Regions from separate parts of the Sus scrofa genome. Here all the other regions are linked to region 2. A link is a contact called in public Hi-C data. All regions are on one chromosome and are shown on one strand. The core of a region is the stretch at or near the end of the contact, and the rest is flanking DNA. Distances in the headings are between cores, read along the strand shown.

Region 1 (4,862 bases), core at 1,746-4,245, 200 kb before region 2:
CATAACCCAGGGGGTGGCAATTACGTTGCAACAGATAAATGTATCAAATCGACACCCCCTACACCTTCAACTTCCACCCCTTTCCATGTCAGCTGTATCTCAATTTAAAGGCTGCCATGAGAGTGTCTCCTATGAACCAGGCACTTACTGCCAGGGCCTAACAATCCATACACACTGAGCAAGGCCAGGGATCAAACCTGCAACCTCACGGTTCCTAGTCGGATTCGTTTCTGCTGCACCACAATGGGAACTCCTATATACTTTATTATTATTATTATTATTATTTTGGTCTTTTTGCCTTTTTTAGGGCCGCTCTCACGGCATATGGAGGTTCCCGGGCTAGGGGTCTAATTGGAGCTGTAGCCACCGGCCTATGCCAGAGACACAGCAATGTGGGATCCGAGCCGAGTCTGCATCCTACACCACAGCTCACGGCAACGCCGGATCGTTAACCCACTGAGCGAGGGCAGGGACCGAACCCGCAACCTCATGGTTTCTAGTTGGATTCGTTAACCACTGCGCCACAACGGGAACTCCTGTACTTTAATTTTTAATGACGGCTATGCTTAAAAACTGTTCACAAAAATCTGCAAAATCTAACTTTTAGCTCTCAGGAGTCATTGTAAGGCAGCCAACTCTAGCTCATCATGGATTCCTAGTAATTGCTAGAGGGAGTTCCCATCGGGGCTCAGTGGGTTAAGGATCCAGCGTTGCCATGAGCTGTGGTGTAGGTTGCAGAGGTGGCTTGGATCTGGCGTTGCTGTGGCTGTGGTATGGGCTGGCAGCTGCAGCTCCAGTTGGACCCCTAGCCTGGGAACCTCCATGTGCCGCGGCGGTGCAGCCCTAAAAAGACAAAAAAAGAAAAAAAGAAAGAGTAAGAGTTCTGTTTGGCCACTAGAGGGCACCATCAGATGAAACTGGATCCTAGGAAGGACTTGGGGACCAGCTCTCTGACCAGGGTTCAGTTTGAGGTGTGTACCCTCTGCTGCTGTGGCCGTGTTGCAATTCCGGGAGATCTTGTGGGAACTCATCTAGTTTCAGGCAGTTCTTTGTTTCACCTTATCAACTCCAAACCTTTACTGCTCCCAAATAGCTCCAGCCCTCTATGTGTGTGCAGGCTCTGGGTCTTTTTTTTTTTTTTTTTTTTTTGCTTTTTCCTTTTTAGGGCTGCAATCCTATGCTAGGGGTCCAACTGGAGCTGCAGCTGCCAGCCTACACCACAGCCACAGCAATGCCAGATCCAAGCCTCCACTGCAACCTACACCACAACTCACGGCAACGCCGGATCCTTAATCCACTGAGAGAGGCCAAGGATCCAACCCGCAACCTCACGGTTCCTGGTTGGATTCGTTTCCGCTGCACCACGACAGGAATGCCAAGGCTCTGGGTCTTTAAGCTACCACATAAAAAGACCCTTGGCAGGTATTAAGTGTTGGCAGCTGGGAAAGCAGGGGGTCTCTGACTGAGTACTGACATCTCGGGCCCTTTATCTGCAGCATCTCAGGGAATCCTGCAACAACCCCGCAGCAGAGAGAATATTCCTTGCGAACAAATCCTAGTACCATAACACGAGAGGGCTGCTTCTTTGCATTGCAGTCATTGGTACTTTTAAATTCACAGGAGGAAAATTGTGGGCCTGATGATCAACCTAAGAATGGCAGGAATTTGATGGTTTCCCTCTGGCTAGGCGAGCTGTAGGGTCAAAGGGCTTTGGGTTTGGGGGAGTGAATTTCTGTCATTTGGGGGTCCTCCTGGGGGTTGATATCAGGGTTGGCCGAGTACACCCTTGGGGGGGCGTCTCCTTGGGGATGGGTTCTCTAAAGGAGGGCGAGACTGGCTGTGTGTGTGTGTATGTGTGTGTGTATGCGTGTGTGTGTGAGAGAGAAATGATTTAATGATTTCACTCTTGCTTCTGAACACTTACTGTGTGTGGTCCTCCGAGCTGGGTCCTGGACCAGCAGGACCACTGTCACCTGGGAACTTGGGTTAGACATGTACATTCTCAGGTCCTGCTGGACCTGCTGACTCAGACTCTGGGGGTGGGCCCCCAGGCTCTGCTTGCACAAGCCCACTGGGACATTCTGACTCACTCAAGCAACAGAACCGTGGGCCCAGCATGGGTTGTGTAAACTGGATGGATGTGTATTAGATGCATCTGAGGGGCTTTAGAAGGATACACAGAAGGTCACACAGGGTATGTGTCCACCTCCGTGGAATGTCCAGAGCAGGCAAAGCCGTGGAGATGGACAGTGGATCGTGGGGGCCGGGGGATGGGGGACGCAGGGAACTGGCAAGTGGGGGCTTTCTTTTTGGGGCGATGGAAATGTCCCGGAATTAGATAGTGGTGGTGTCTACACTGCGTTGCTAAAAACCACTGCATACTGCACTTTAAAATGGTTAAAATGAAGAATTTTATCTCAATTGGAAAAAAACCAAAGTACTCTTGTCTGGGGCCCACCCAAGTAAGCAGTGGTGTATTTTAAAATAAAATCTCTCCAGGTTGTTCTCTTCTGCGGGTGAAAGTTGAATTAAGCAAATAAGGCCACAGCTGGGTCAGGTTGGGGGGCTCAGGTGTGAGCGTCTGCTGCGGGGGGTGGGGAGCGTGGGGGAGGTTCAGGGTGGTCCTGGGCCCTGGATAGAGGTTGCAGTTGGGCCTCTGCTGTGCAACTTCTCCGCGCTGCTTATCCTGCCTAAGCTGTTGCTATTCCAAAGGTGTCAGGTGGCAATAACGTTGAGAAGATAAGCATCCAGCCCGCATACAGTAGGTGCTCAGTGGATGTTTGTTTCCTCGGCTTTCCCAGTTCCCCGCAGCGTTAATTCTGTGGGTTCATCTGGGAATGCGGGGGGGGGGTTGAGAGGCGAGGGGTGGGTGGGGGTGCTTTCCGGCGCCGCGCCCCCCCCCACCATGGGCGGGGCTTCCTTCAACACCGGGGACTCACCGTCTCCGCTGCCAGGTGAGGCCGCTGAGGAGGAGGATGCTGAGGAGCAGGAGGACGCAGCCGGCCACTGTCGACGGGAGGAAGGTCAGGGGAGGCGCCCCGGGCTGAGAAAGCCCACCCCTAACCCCAACCTTGAGCAAAGGGCTCCCTGGGCGGGGCGCCGGGTCTCTGTCCCCACCCCCGCCCCCCGCCCCTATGCAGCGTGTTGCTCCCGCCCCGCGGGGCTTCCCGGAGGCTCCAGGGCCCCCAGCCTGGGCCTGTGGACGGAAAGGGCACAAGCCTTTCCTTGGGGGGCTCCACGCTTTCGGGGGGAGCAGCTGATGGGCCCCCTCTTTAGAAAGGCTCAGAGACCAGGCCTCAAAGAGGCCGTGCGTGAGGCCCGGGATGGGGAAGAGAAGTGCTGACATATCAAGGTAAATGATAAACACTTGGCATCTCCCCAAAGGGTTCCTGTTTCCCAGATGCTGCTTTTCTTGTGGTCCTACTTTATCCTCTGCCTTAGACGCGCCTCCAAGCCCCTCCCCCCCTTATGCAATAGAATTGGCCTGGAAGGTTGTGTAAGTTTCAAGTGACACACTTGTATGGTGCAGATCCAACACCTCCCTCCTGCCGTGTAATTGCTGTTGCTTTTTCTGTGCCAAGAACACTTAAGACTTACTCTCTGAGCCACTTTCGAGTCTGCAGTGCGCCGTCGTTAACGCGAATCACCACACTTTACCTTCAGTCTCCAGCATTTACCCATCTTCTGGCTGGACGTTTGTGGCCTTTGACCAGCATCTTCGCATTTGGCCCCGGCCCCAGCCCCAGCCCCTGGTGACCTGTTTTATGGGCTGAGTTTGTTTTTCTCTCCAAGCCCACTTTCACCTCCTACCAGCAAACAACTGGAATGTTTAGAGGGGGGTTTCTCTCTCCTTCCCTGGTGATACCGTGTCCTTCCCCCTGGCCTTGCCCCTCCGCACAGGGACCCCGAATATTTTGTCCCCTGGCATCCCCTCAGGAGGCGCCAGTTGAGGCTGGTTTGAGAGCTCACTCAGAGCTCTCTGGAGCTGATCCCTGCGATTGAGAGTTATGTTGGTCTCTGGGTTAGTCTTTTACTCTCGGAAACATTACGTAGTGTAAAGAGTTAGGGTTTTTTTTTTTTTTTTTTTTTTTTTTTTTTGTCTTTTCTAGGGCCGCACCCGTGGCATATGGAGGTTCCCAGGCTAGGGGTCCAATCAGAGCTGTAACTGCTGGCCTACACCACACAGACACAGCAACTCAGAATTCAAGCCACATCTGTGACCTACACCACAGCTCACAGCAGTGCCAGATCCTTAACTCACTGAGCGAGGTCAGGGATCGAACCCACAACCTCATGGTTCCTAGTCGAATTCGTTAACCACTGAGCCATGACGGGAACTCCAAGAGTTAGTTTAAACTAACCAACCCACCAACCCACCAAGCAGATGTGCCCCTCTGTGTGTGTTTTGTCACCACCCACCTGCTAGCTGATACTGTGTTGTAAATATGATTGGCTGCATGGTTGCAGGCACTTCCGTGAGGTTTTGGGAATCTGCGCAAAAGAGAGGGAAAGATGCTGGTTCATGCCGGTTATGGGAATTCGTGGGGCTGGAGAGGGTCCGGGCTCCCCAGGGTTCTGGAGGCTCGGAGGGGATGGGACAGCTGGGAGAGATGGGGCGGTGGGGAGAGGGGGTGGCCCTGGGCAAGCGTTTCCTTCTTCCACCTCTAGGTGCCGCCCTCTGTCTTGTTTCTCCTCGGACCCCGGCCGTGTTTGAGGATGGGGAGGTTGGATGCAGACGTGCGGTCCTCTCTAACACCCACGGGCAACCCTGACCCCTCTGCTGTGGGGGGGCGGGGCCTGCGCTGCACTAGGCGGCCTTCTCTCCTGTCCTGCATCATGGTTCAGCCGCCAAGCTTTTATCT
Region 2 (5,135 bases), core at 122-2,621:
TTACACCGCACTATTTTCCATCCGCCCCCACCCCCACCCCAAACTCGCTGGAGCATAACTTAGCTACTCAGAAGAGAAGAGTGTGCGTCACGTGACATCTTTTTGAGGTTAGCATTTCAGAGCGCCTGCGGGTACAAAGCTTGGGGGCGCAGATCAGGGAGCATCAGCAGAGTGTCTTCCTTGGGTTTATTTTACTTGCAGAGCCTGCGTTTGGAGTCCCTCAGTACCGCTGGCTGGGAGTCTGTGCTGCCTGCTTGAGGCAGTGGGTTCCAGCAGCCGGAGAGGTTGGCAGCTCAGTCAGGCAGCAGGGCTGGACCGCGAACCGCCCGTGCAGCCTCTGTCCCCGGGCTGCACGCGGATGTCGGCTTCCTCACCCTCCGACTTCTGTGCGTCCCCTGCCCCACAAGTACTTTTTGGAAAACCTTGCGGTAAACTCCGTACCTGTCTTCTCTGATCCCTGTGCTGCTGGGGAGGAGGAGGAAGAGGCAGAGTTCCAGGGAGGAAGGTGTGACAGATGAGAGGGGGCGGAGGGGCTGCAGAGAAGAGGAAGCTGAGGGTCGGAGGGGAACCCAGGCAGGAGCAGGTGACTGGAGGACCACGAAGGTACTTGCCATGGGCTCTGAGTTTAAGGGGGGGGGTAAGACCCGAGGGGTTCACTACAAAGTTTTGTGGCTTCTTTGCTCCCTTGGGGACCGCAGGCGGAGGGGCCCCGGCAGGCACGTTTGACAGTCCCTCTGGCAGCTCCTTGAACCTCATGCAAGAAGCCCAAGGAAGGAGTTCCCGTGTGGCTCAGTGGTTAGTGAATCCACTAGGAACCATGAGGTTGTAGGTTTGATCCCTGGCCTTGCTCAGTGGGTTAAAAGATCCGGCGTTGCTGTGAGCTGTGGTGTAGGTCGCAGACTCGGGCTTGGATGCTGTGTTGCTGCGGCTCTGGTGTAGGCCGGCGGCTACAGCTCTGATTCGACCCGTAGCTTGGGAACCTCCATATGCCCTGGGAGTGGCTCAAGAAAAGACAAAAAAAAAAAAAAAAAAAAAAAAGAAGCCCGAGGAAGAGGGGGGATGACTTCTTTGTCAGACGAGGACGTGATGGTTTATTTGCGTTTGAGATGGAGTTTGCGTTTTTGGCTTAAGATGCTTGCCCTGCTGTATCTTAATGGGTTTGCTTTTTTTTTCCCTCTCCAACTGTCTACTACCAGAGGAGATGTGCCCCTGTGATTAGTGGGCATGGACATAATCCTCCATTTGATGAATCCGTCAGCCTCTGTCTCCACTTCCTTGGCACGAGGCCAACCAAAGCATTCCGCGCCTGTGCACAGCTGAGAGTGTGTGTGTGTGTCCATCTCTGTGCGGGTCTGGCTGCTCCCCGGAGCAGGGGCCTAGTGAGGACATCACATGAGACCAGGGGAGAGCTGGCGGCTTGGGGACGCAGTAGCAGAATGAGTGCTGTTTCCAGGCACAAGGGAGGACACTTTCACTTTCTCGTGTGTCACCTGCCGCTGCCACATGGCTTACTGTGGGTGTGTCTTCTGTCCCCACGGGTTTACGTGGAGGCTGCCAGCCTTCTCTGCTTGCCCCCTGGGGACTCAGGAAAGCTCCCCGCTGCTTCTTTGTCCCCTGTTGTGCCCGTGCGGGCAGGAAAAGGCCTCTCTTCTCTAGGAACTTGTTTGTTCCTGCCACAGCAGCTGAGCCCTCCCAGCCCAGTGTTTCCTGGCCCCCGATGGCCTTGCTCCTGGTCCTCAGGCTGCCTGGAGATGGTCCAGGAGCACCGAAGACGAAACAGCCCCCGCACGTTTGCATCTTCCACAGCCCCCGCCTGCGGGTCCAGGGTCAGACCCTGTGACTGCATGGCTGGTGTTTGGACATGTGACCTCAGTTTGGTCATCAGGGCCAACATGGGGCCGTGTTGGGGCTTCCACCTTAAGAGGAGGCATCTCCTTGGGCCTGTGCAGTCAGCGGCCTGGTGGCCACTCCTCCTCCCTCCTGTCCGGGCCTCTCCCACTTACACAGAGAACCTCGGTTTTGAGGTGCAGCTGAGGGGCTTTGCCTGTACTGTGGCCAGAGCAGGGGGAGGGGGCTGCGGGGCTGGTGGGGAGCAAGCAGGTGGTGGCCCCGGGCTCCTGAGCACTCTTGTCACCAGGGTGCCCGAGAGTCTCAGGGGCGAGACGCTGCCCCTGAAATGTCCAGAATGGGGTTCTTTGGGCTGCCTTCCTGAAATCCAGTGCAAGCCTCCCTTCCCACTGTTTTATCTTGTCGAGGTGCCAAGGACTTGGGACAGTGGTCCAGCAGCAAAGCCAGGAGGGGCTTCACAGGCAGTCCTGTGGGTTTCCCTGGCCCTGCCTGGGGCCCCTGTGACTGGCATCAGTCAGAACTTCCAAGGGGCAGAGGTGGGCGGGAGAGTCTAGGTTTATGGGGGTCGTCCTTCTGGGCCCCTGCACCGCTCCATTTGATAAACTCTTGTTGAACTTGCCTTTTTTATTTTTTTTATTTTTATTTTTGCCTTTTCTAGGGCCGCTCCCGTGGCATATGGAGGTTCCCAGGCTAGGGGTCTAATCGGAGCTGTAGCTGGCAACCTACACCACAGCCACAGCCACAGCCACGCTGGATCCTCCACCCACTGAGCAGGCCAGGGATCGAACCCGCCACCTCATGGTTCCTAGTCGGATTCGTTAACCACTGAGCCATGACGGGAACTCCTAAACTTGCCTTTTAAAGATGACTTTTTGTAGGAAGGCCACGCAGATCTCCTATGCGGAGGCTCAGAAATTGACAGTCGGCCTCTGTCTGTGCCCGGGCAGCTCCAACCTGCCACCTCGAGTTACAGCTTATGTTGCACTTGGAAAGGGCCTCTCCTACGGATGGCCTCGCCCCTGCTGGTGCCAGGGGTCCCTTCCTCTTCCCCAGGGTGCTTTCCACTCTGGGCGTCCTGGCCAGTCCCCGGCTGGGCTTGGGGCCCTCGGCTGTCAGGCTGGGAATGCGGGGATAGGAGGTCCCTGCCGCTGGGACCTCAGAGCTGTGGGAGCGAGGGTTTGGGCCAGCAGGGCCCCGACCTGCGGGATTGTAAAATTCGGGAGCTTCGAGGTGGGAACGAAGGACGCCCCCCCGCTGGTGCTTCATCCCCGCCCCGTCTGTGTTGCTCTCCGCAGCCTGTGGGCCGAAGCTCGCCAACTCGCCCACGGTGATCGTCATGGTGGGCCTCCCTGCCCGCGGCAAGACCTACATCTCCAAGAAGCTGACCCGCTACCTCAACTGGATCGGCGTCCCCACGAAAGGTGAGCCGCGGCCCCAGGCCAGGACTGGCCCCCTGAGGCTGCCATCCCGTGGCCAAGACAGCCCCCCCCCAAAAAAAGGTTGCCCTTTCCCTTTGCACCCAGTGTCTTCTCCCCCGCTGCTCTGATCCCCACTGCCCCGCATCCTGCCCCCCACAGCCCTCACCTCCTCCAGGAAGCCTTCTCTGATCACCGCAGTCTGGGCGGATCTTTTCCTTTAATTTTCCGCAGCAGCCCTTGGCTGGGAAATTCCCTCGCTGACTGTCACAAGATGACAGTCTGTGCTGGGCGACATTTCTGCGAAGCTTCGTCCGGCCTCCCCAGCTACGGGGAGGAAGCCCTGAGCACCCTCCCGATCCGACCCCTAGTGATGGATTTTTCACACTTGCTGTCCCCCTGGGGCTCGTGCGGTGCTTCTTACACGAAGCCCCCACTTGGCACCCAGCGCCCCCCCTCGGCTCGGGCCGCTGGACGGCAGAGTGGCTGCTGTGGACCCGGCCATGCGTGTGAGCGTCACTCGCTCCCAGCCCTGTGGGCAGGAGTCGTCGCCCCGATTTTCCCTAGACGTATGGCTGCCACCTGCTCTGGGGCTCAGCCTCCAGCTCTCCCTGGTCTGCAGGCTGGGCCCTAGGAGGCGGCCCAGAGCAGCCGGCCGCTGTGAGCAGTGCTGGGTCTGGGGGAGCAGGGCTGCCTTCCAGGCTGGTGATGGTTCTGGACGTGGAGCGGTCTGGTTTCCAGGGCTTCCTGGAATCTTGTGCAAGTCCTGTGCTGGCTTGGTTTCCTTTTTTGGAATGAGTGTTCCTGGCCGCGAGGGGCCCCCGCCTGGTGGCCAGCATGGCAGGCTAAGGGCCCTTTCTTTTCCGTCCAGTGTTCAACGTCGGGGAATACCGGCGGGAGGCCGTCAAGCAGTACAGCTCCTACAATTTCTTCCGGCCAGACAACGAGGAGGCCATGAGAGTCCGCAAGTGAGGCCCGGGCTGCGGGGCGGGAGGTGGGGTGGGCAGGGGGCTGTGTCGCTTTGCTCCGTGCCCCTGGTTGTGAGGGAGGCACTACCCACCCCCCCATATAGCAGCCCTGGCCTCTGCGCCTTGGAGCCCCCCTGCCTTCCTCTGCTCCCAGATGGTCTGATTCCGCTGATGCAATGCAGACCACCAGTAACAGCTCATTCAGAACGAGCAAAATTGTTTTGCTGGAAAAGTCGTCTGTTTGTGTTTGAAAAGGAGTTTTTTTAAGCCCAAGGGACCCCATGTGTGGGGGCTGCACTTTAGAATCCCGCGGGAGCTCGGCACCACCCCGATGCCAGCCCTGCCTGGACGGGACCTGGGCGTCGTGCTCTGAAAGCTCCCAGGGTGGGGGGCTCAGTGTGCAGCCCCCAGGAGACCAGCTCCCCAGGGCCGTGGCCGTGGGCAGGGCTCTGGTTGGGAGCCCGGATCCGGTGGTCCTGGCCCCCTGCACAGTTTGGCAGTGGGATCCTGGTCACCCCACTTGCTGGGGCAAGCTGGGGGTGTCTGGCTTTCCCCTTGGATGGACTGGCTCTGAGGCACCCGTGCTCTTTCTGTGTCGCAGGCAGTGTGCGCTGGCTGCCCTGAGAGACGTGAAAAGTTACCTCACGAAGGAAGGGGGCCAAATTGCGGTAAGTCTGGGGAATAAGACGCCCCGTCGGGATCCCCATAGTGCGATGGTACCCTGGAGAGCAGGAGTGTAGACACAGCCATGTGGGGACACCTCAAACGGGGGCAGGTGTCTCTGGCCCAAGTGCCGAGGGAAGCAGGTGGCAGGGGCAGCCTGGGGACCCAGGAGGAAGGCGGTGGGCACCGCCCTCGGGGACAGGCTGGGGACCAGTGTCCCTTCCTCGTGCCCCCTCCCTGG
Region 3 (5,093 bases), core at 2,491-4,990, 150 kb after region 2:
CTCTCCCCTCTCCTGTTGTTGGTGGGAGGGGTCTAGCACAGACCTGACTGATTTTGACTTTGACACATCCCATCCTTCCCCATCTGCCTCCCGGTGCGAGTTTGGAGGTCTGATCTCCAGATGAGATGTGCTTGTCTCCACACTCCGACTGCTCGTTCACAGGGCAGCCGGCTTGGAGCCCTGAACTGGACCTGTCACTTCGCCGACGGGCCCCTCCTCTCGTGGGGCATGTAAAAACGCAGGGAGGACCCAGCGTGTCATCTGCTCCTGGGTCGTCAGCTCCCGTTTCTGGCTGTGAGCAGGGCTTCCAGGGGAACTACTTTCTCACACACACGTGTGACTCACACACGTGCTACCCACAAACACAGCAGGTCATTGTCGCTGGAACACACACTGGACACTCTGTTGAATTCGTTGGATTAAAGGACGGTAGGTCAACAGCTGATCCAGGACAGAGGAAACTACAACTGAAAACCCAACCAGGGAAGGGAATCCATGCTGCTGCTAAGAACCCGGGCGATTTTATCATCTATTTTCTCAAAGCCAAGTGATGAGTGTGTCTGGGTTGGTCCGAATACTTGAGCAATTTCTTCTCCAGAAAGACATCCTTCGTGTCCTCTTTTCATGACTTTCCTGAAGGTCTCGCACATAGTAGGCCCTCAAAAATAGTTGCCACGATGTGCTGAATCCATGGCGTGAAGGTGGGTGGTGGGGACGGCTCAGCGTGGAGGTGCAGACTCCGAAGGCTGGGCAAGTGCCAGCTCCTTCTGGGGTGACTTTCACACTGAAAGCTCCATTGTGCCCGCTGCCTGCCTTGGGCCACTGACGGGCTTCTTGGCAGCCGGCTTTGCCCTGGAGTCGGCACTTGCCGTCTTCGTTCTGCTTTTGGCCCAGGGTGTCTTGAGACAGGTTGAATAACCGCCCTGGAGTCCCGCCAGAGTCACAAGACGGGGAAGGGCTAGAAGCGCAGCAGGAGGCAGGGCAAGGGGGGGTGGGGGGGGGACGGGCAAGGGGGAGGTGGGGAAGTGAGGGGTGCGAGAGGTGGCGGGGGTGGGGTGCAGGGGGTGGGATGCAGGAGGTGGGGGGCGGGGGAGTCAGAGGTGGGGGTCGGGGGAGACTGGGGTGGGGTGGGGGCGGGGGGGTGGGGGCGGTGCGGGAGATGGGGTGGGGGGTTGGGGATGTGGGGGCGGGGAGGAGGGGGGTGGGGGAAGTGGGTGGGCAGGAGTTGGGGATGTGGGGGCGGGAAGGTGGGGATGTGGGGGCGGGAAGGTGGGGATGTGGGGGCCGCGAGGTGGGGGATGTGAGAGGTGGCGGGCAGGGGAGGCGAGGGGGGAGGCGAGGGGTGGGGGAGGCAGGGACGGGGGCGGGGGGTGGCGGGAGAGCAGAGGAAGTTCAGCATCCTGGGGTTTCCGGGGCCTCCACTCTGCTCAGAGACCAGGATGAGTCGAAGCAGTTGAGACTTTGGGCAAGGCGTGCCCTTCCCGTCGGGGTTATGTGTTCCCTCCTGTCTGGCGGGTTTGTCTGGCTGTGTCCCCAAACCTACAAACACAGCTTCTCTAGGCAGAGCCTTCGTTCCTCCTGAGCAGACAGGCAGTTCCAGGGGCCCCGGGTTCAGAGTCCACGCAGCCGTGACCCGAACCGAGGCATCCGTAGTCTCCGACGTCTGCCACGGATGGAGGCTCCTGAGCTGAGGTCAGGAGAGGATCCCCCGGCTTTGGGTCGCCCTCCACCGCCCATGGAGGAAGCGAACTCGAATGCGGAGCAAGGCTGGCTGCTCCTCGGAACGAAGGGAAAAAACAGTGTCGAGGTTAAAAGCAGGAACCGGAGGCGGCCCCTCAGGTGGGACCGAGGCCGCTTGCGCACTGATTCTGTGCCCAGCTGTCCCCGCGCCTTCCGCGCTCCCAGGATCGCTTTCTTTTATCCGCGGCGCTGCTCCCGTTAGCTTGCCATGTAACCTACTTGTTTATTTGTGTATCATTTCCTGGCTTTCTCGTCTCCCACCCTTAAAGACCAGGAATCTTTGCTTTTGGGGAAGCTACGTTTTGGCTGTGTCCTCAGAATCTAGGAGGCTTGGGACCCGTAGTAGGTCCTCATGAGCTATTTGTGGAATGTGGTTAATATCCGCACCAGCCGCAACGAGATTGTCTGAAGTTACATGGTTAATATTGCAGTGCATTCAAGATAGGGCCCGCGGCGTGGTAGGTGCCACACAAGTGCAGTGACCACGTGTGTCCAGCTGGCCCAGGAAAGACCTGCCTTTGACCTGTTTCCTGGACTAATCACAAATAGTGCTCTCTCTCTCTCAGTAGGAAAAAAAAAGGGACTTGTTTTAGATGTTAACGATGTGGTTTTCCTACACATAAGTGTTTTTACTCATTTGTGTAAGAAATTTAAGAATTGCCTGCTGTGTATGAGGTGCCACGTTAGATGCTCAGAGTGGCCCCTGTAGTTCCTGCCCTCCTTGTGGCCTCTCCCTGGGCAGCTTTAAGGACATGACTAAGTAGACTTGAGCACATGGGTAATAATAATAATTAGATTTGCATCCATGTAGTTCGTTGTTTTATGAACATGTTTTTTCATTAATCAGTCTTTACAGCAACCCGACACAGTAGAAATGATGGCTCTTAGCCTTTTGCTGATGAAAAACTGGGCTTCTGACAATGACTGGTAGAGGGAGCAGAGCTCGAACGCGCTCGTCCAAGGCTCTGATTCCTGCACATTTTCCTGCTGAGTTGCAGCAGTGGCCCAGAGGGTCGACCAGATGACTGATAGTCACTGCTCTATGATCTGCAGCTCTTTTCTGATCTGTTCTTTAAACATGTGGAGATTACACGGATTAAAGGTGGGATGCACATTTTGAACTAAGAGCAAGGCAGAAGAACTGATTCTTCGGATGCCTCATCTTGCCTGATGAATGAAGTGTCTCAAGTCCAAGACAGCCCTGGGTACGGTGGCAGGAACAGTGGCAGTAGAGGCAGCTTTTCTCACGTTCCTCTGCCTCCCTCTAGAGACTCAAGTCCAGAATTACTGTCATATATTTTATGTACTATTTTATATATATGTAAAATAGTAATATGTAATGTAATATAATAGTAATATATACATATATAAATACAGCAGTGATATGTATATGTATTTATTTATTTTTGCAGTACAGTTGTTGCAAGAACACAGAGGCTACGAAAGATGCCAAGTCTTAACTTTTCCTTCCTTCCTTTTCTCCCTCTGCCTCATGCGTGGGAAGCACTATAGTGACAGCCAAGGAGACAAAGATAAAATCCTGGCTCAGGGTTTTTATCTTCCTGTTCTTTTTTCTCACTTTGGCAATCCCTCTTTGTACCAAAAACAAAAACAAAAAACCCCAAACCAAACCAAACAACAGCAACAACCACAACAACCGCCAAGGAAAGGAAGAGTGGACGTGACCACTCCTCCCAGGTCCCCCTTTCTCACGTAGGTGGCGCTCCGTGTTGTATGCGACACTCCACTGAGGGCAGGACGCCCTTTGCTCTGTGTCTGCACATTATACCCTGGCCGCTCCCCCCTTCTCTCTTCCCTCCTCCCCGCTCCTCTCCCCCCCCATCTCTCTAATCCTTCACTAAGCTTTTGTGTCTTGTGTTCGCTCTGCTCTGCCCACTAATATCCTAGGCAGGGGAGCCAGGGACACCTTCGACACACTCATCCCCGAGGGTTCCTCTCTTGCCTGAGACACCGCTCACCTCTGTGCTGGAACATTTTGTTTCCAGCAATTTGCAGAAGGCAAAACCTCCGAGGCAGAAGTGTGGTGGGAGTCGGGCTCCTCAATGCCACTGTCCTCAGACAAACACCAAGGAATGTGCTACCAGCCCCAACACGACGGCTGCCGTTGAGGCCATGCCTTCTGCTTGGAAACGAGGAAAGGAGGGAAGGGGTCGTACCGAGCATGCTTTCTTTGCAGCGGGATTCAAGGGGTTTGAGTCTACCAGCTTCTCCCCGGAGCTGCCCTGTGTCTGTGGACCGGGAGTTCCTGGATCTTCCCCAGCTGAGACTGGTGGGTCTCAGATGAAATGTTGGCCAGGCACAGAAGCAGTGCTTCTCCTCATGCTAAAGACTTGACGGAACTCGGGGAAGGTAGTCTGTGGGTATTTCACATAGAATTCAAGGTGACTCTTATCCGTGTGCCTCTTATTATTGCCGCAAGCACACTGTTCTGCAATCTGGCATTTCACCCTATAGCTGCAAGGGCTTGAATTATGTAAGTTTATTTTTGCATCTCCAGTGCTTGGGACATGGTGCTCAAGAATGGCTTGTTTGAAGAATGAATGAATGCCCTGTAAAACTCCTAGAGGAGAACATAGGCAGAACACTCACTCTCTCACATGAATCACAGCAAATTTTTTTGGATCGGTCTCCTAGAGTTATGGAAACAAAAGAAAAAATAAACAAATGGGATCTAATTAAACCTAAAAGCTTTTGCACAGCAAAGGAAACCATAAACAAAATGAAATGACAACCTATGGGAACGGGAGGAAATATTTGCAAGCGATACAACTGCCAAGGGCTCAGTCTCCAAATGTACGAATAACTTATGCAACAACAGCAAAAAAAAAACAACCCAATCAAAAAATGGGAAAAGGGAGGTCCCCCTGTGGTGGGGTGGGTAGAGTCTCTGATTGCAGCGGCTCGGGTCACTGCAGAGAGGCAGGTTTGATCCCCAGCCCAGCACAGTGGGTTAAAGTATCTGTCATGGCTGCAGCTGTGACTCAGATTCAAGTCTCGGCCTGGGAACTTCCACGTGCTGCAGTGCAGCCATTGAAAAAGGAAGGGGGGCAGAAGACCTAGATAGACAGGTCTCCAAAGACACACAGATGGCCAACAGGCACAGGAAAAGATACTCAATATTGCTAACTAGTAGAGAAATGCAAATCAAAACTGTGAGGTGTCACCTTCACACCAGTCTGAATGGTCATTATCAAGAAGTCTACAAACAATAAATGCTGGAGAGGGTGTGGAGAAAAGGGAACTCTCCTAAACCCTAAAGGGTTGGTGGGAATGCAAATGGGTGCAGCCACTATGCCAAAGAGTATGGTGTATCCTTGGAAAACTACCATAGG

What was found. Hi-C and Micro-C count contacts between places; a contact is called where the count stands out from the background.
Region 1: a Hi-C map of omental adipose tissue shows a contact between it and region 2, with 1.4 times the contacts expected there. The contact joins two enhancer-like sites. A contact is called at or near these places in 3 of 47 Hi-C or Micro-C datasets (embryonic fibroblasts, omental adipose tissue and subcutaneous adipose tissue).
Region 3: a contact with region 2 is called in a Hi-C map of retroperitoneal adipose tissue, with 2.3 times the contacts expected there. The contact joins two enhancer-like sites. A contact is called at or near these places in 1 of 5 promoter capture datasets (liver), 21 of 47 Hi-C or Micro-C datasets (alveolar macrophages, blood, embryonic fibroblasts and 11 more) and 2 of 2 datasets of contacts at active chromatin or transcription factors (alveolar macrophages and skeletal muscle).

Annotation. Positions count from the first base shown.
Region 1 is chr10:64,992,079-64,996,940 of Sscrofa11.1, reverse strand. It overlaps IL2RA (interleukin 2 receptor subunit alpha), which reads right to left. Exons shown (of 8, transcript NM_213835.1): 6 at 4,420-4,491; 7 at 2,940-3,006; 8 at 2,395-2,831. The coding sequence ends at 2,828. Among named protein-coding and RNA genes, the nearest start is that of IL15RA, 28 kb to the left of the region's middle. Within about 2 kb of position 2,995, at least 8 of the 83 cell types and tissues checked have an H3K27ac peak or open chromatin away from gene starts, as enhancers often do. A contact at or near this core is called in omental adipose tissue, where this site is marked.
Region 2 is chr10:64,792,962-64,798,096 of Sscrofa11.1, reverse strand. It overlaps PFKFB3 (6-phosphofructo-2-kinase/fructose-2,6-bisphosphatase 3), which reads left to right. Exons shown (of 15, transcript XM_021065031.1): 2 at 3,144-3,269; 3 at 4,135-4,231; 4 at 4,833-4,899. Among named protein-coding and RNA genes, the nearest start is that of PFKFB3, 64 kb to the left of the region's middle. Within about 2 kb of position 1,371, at least 28 of the 83 cell types and tissues checked have an H3K27ac peak or open chromatin away from gene starts, as enhancers often do. A contact at or near this core is called in alveolar macrophages, omental adipose tissue and retroperitoneal adipose tissue, where this site is marked.
Region 3 is chr10:64,647,593-64,652,685 of Sscrofa11.1, reverse strand. No RefSeq gene overlaps it. Among named protein-coding and RNA genes, the nearest start is that of PRKCQ, 210 kb to the right of the region's middle. Within about 2 kb of position 3,740, at least 6 of the 83 cell types and tissues checked have an H3K27ac peak or open chromatin away from gene starts, as enhancers often do. A contact at or near this core is called in alveolar macrophages, omental adipose tissue and retroperitoneal adipose tissue, where this site is marked.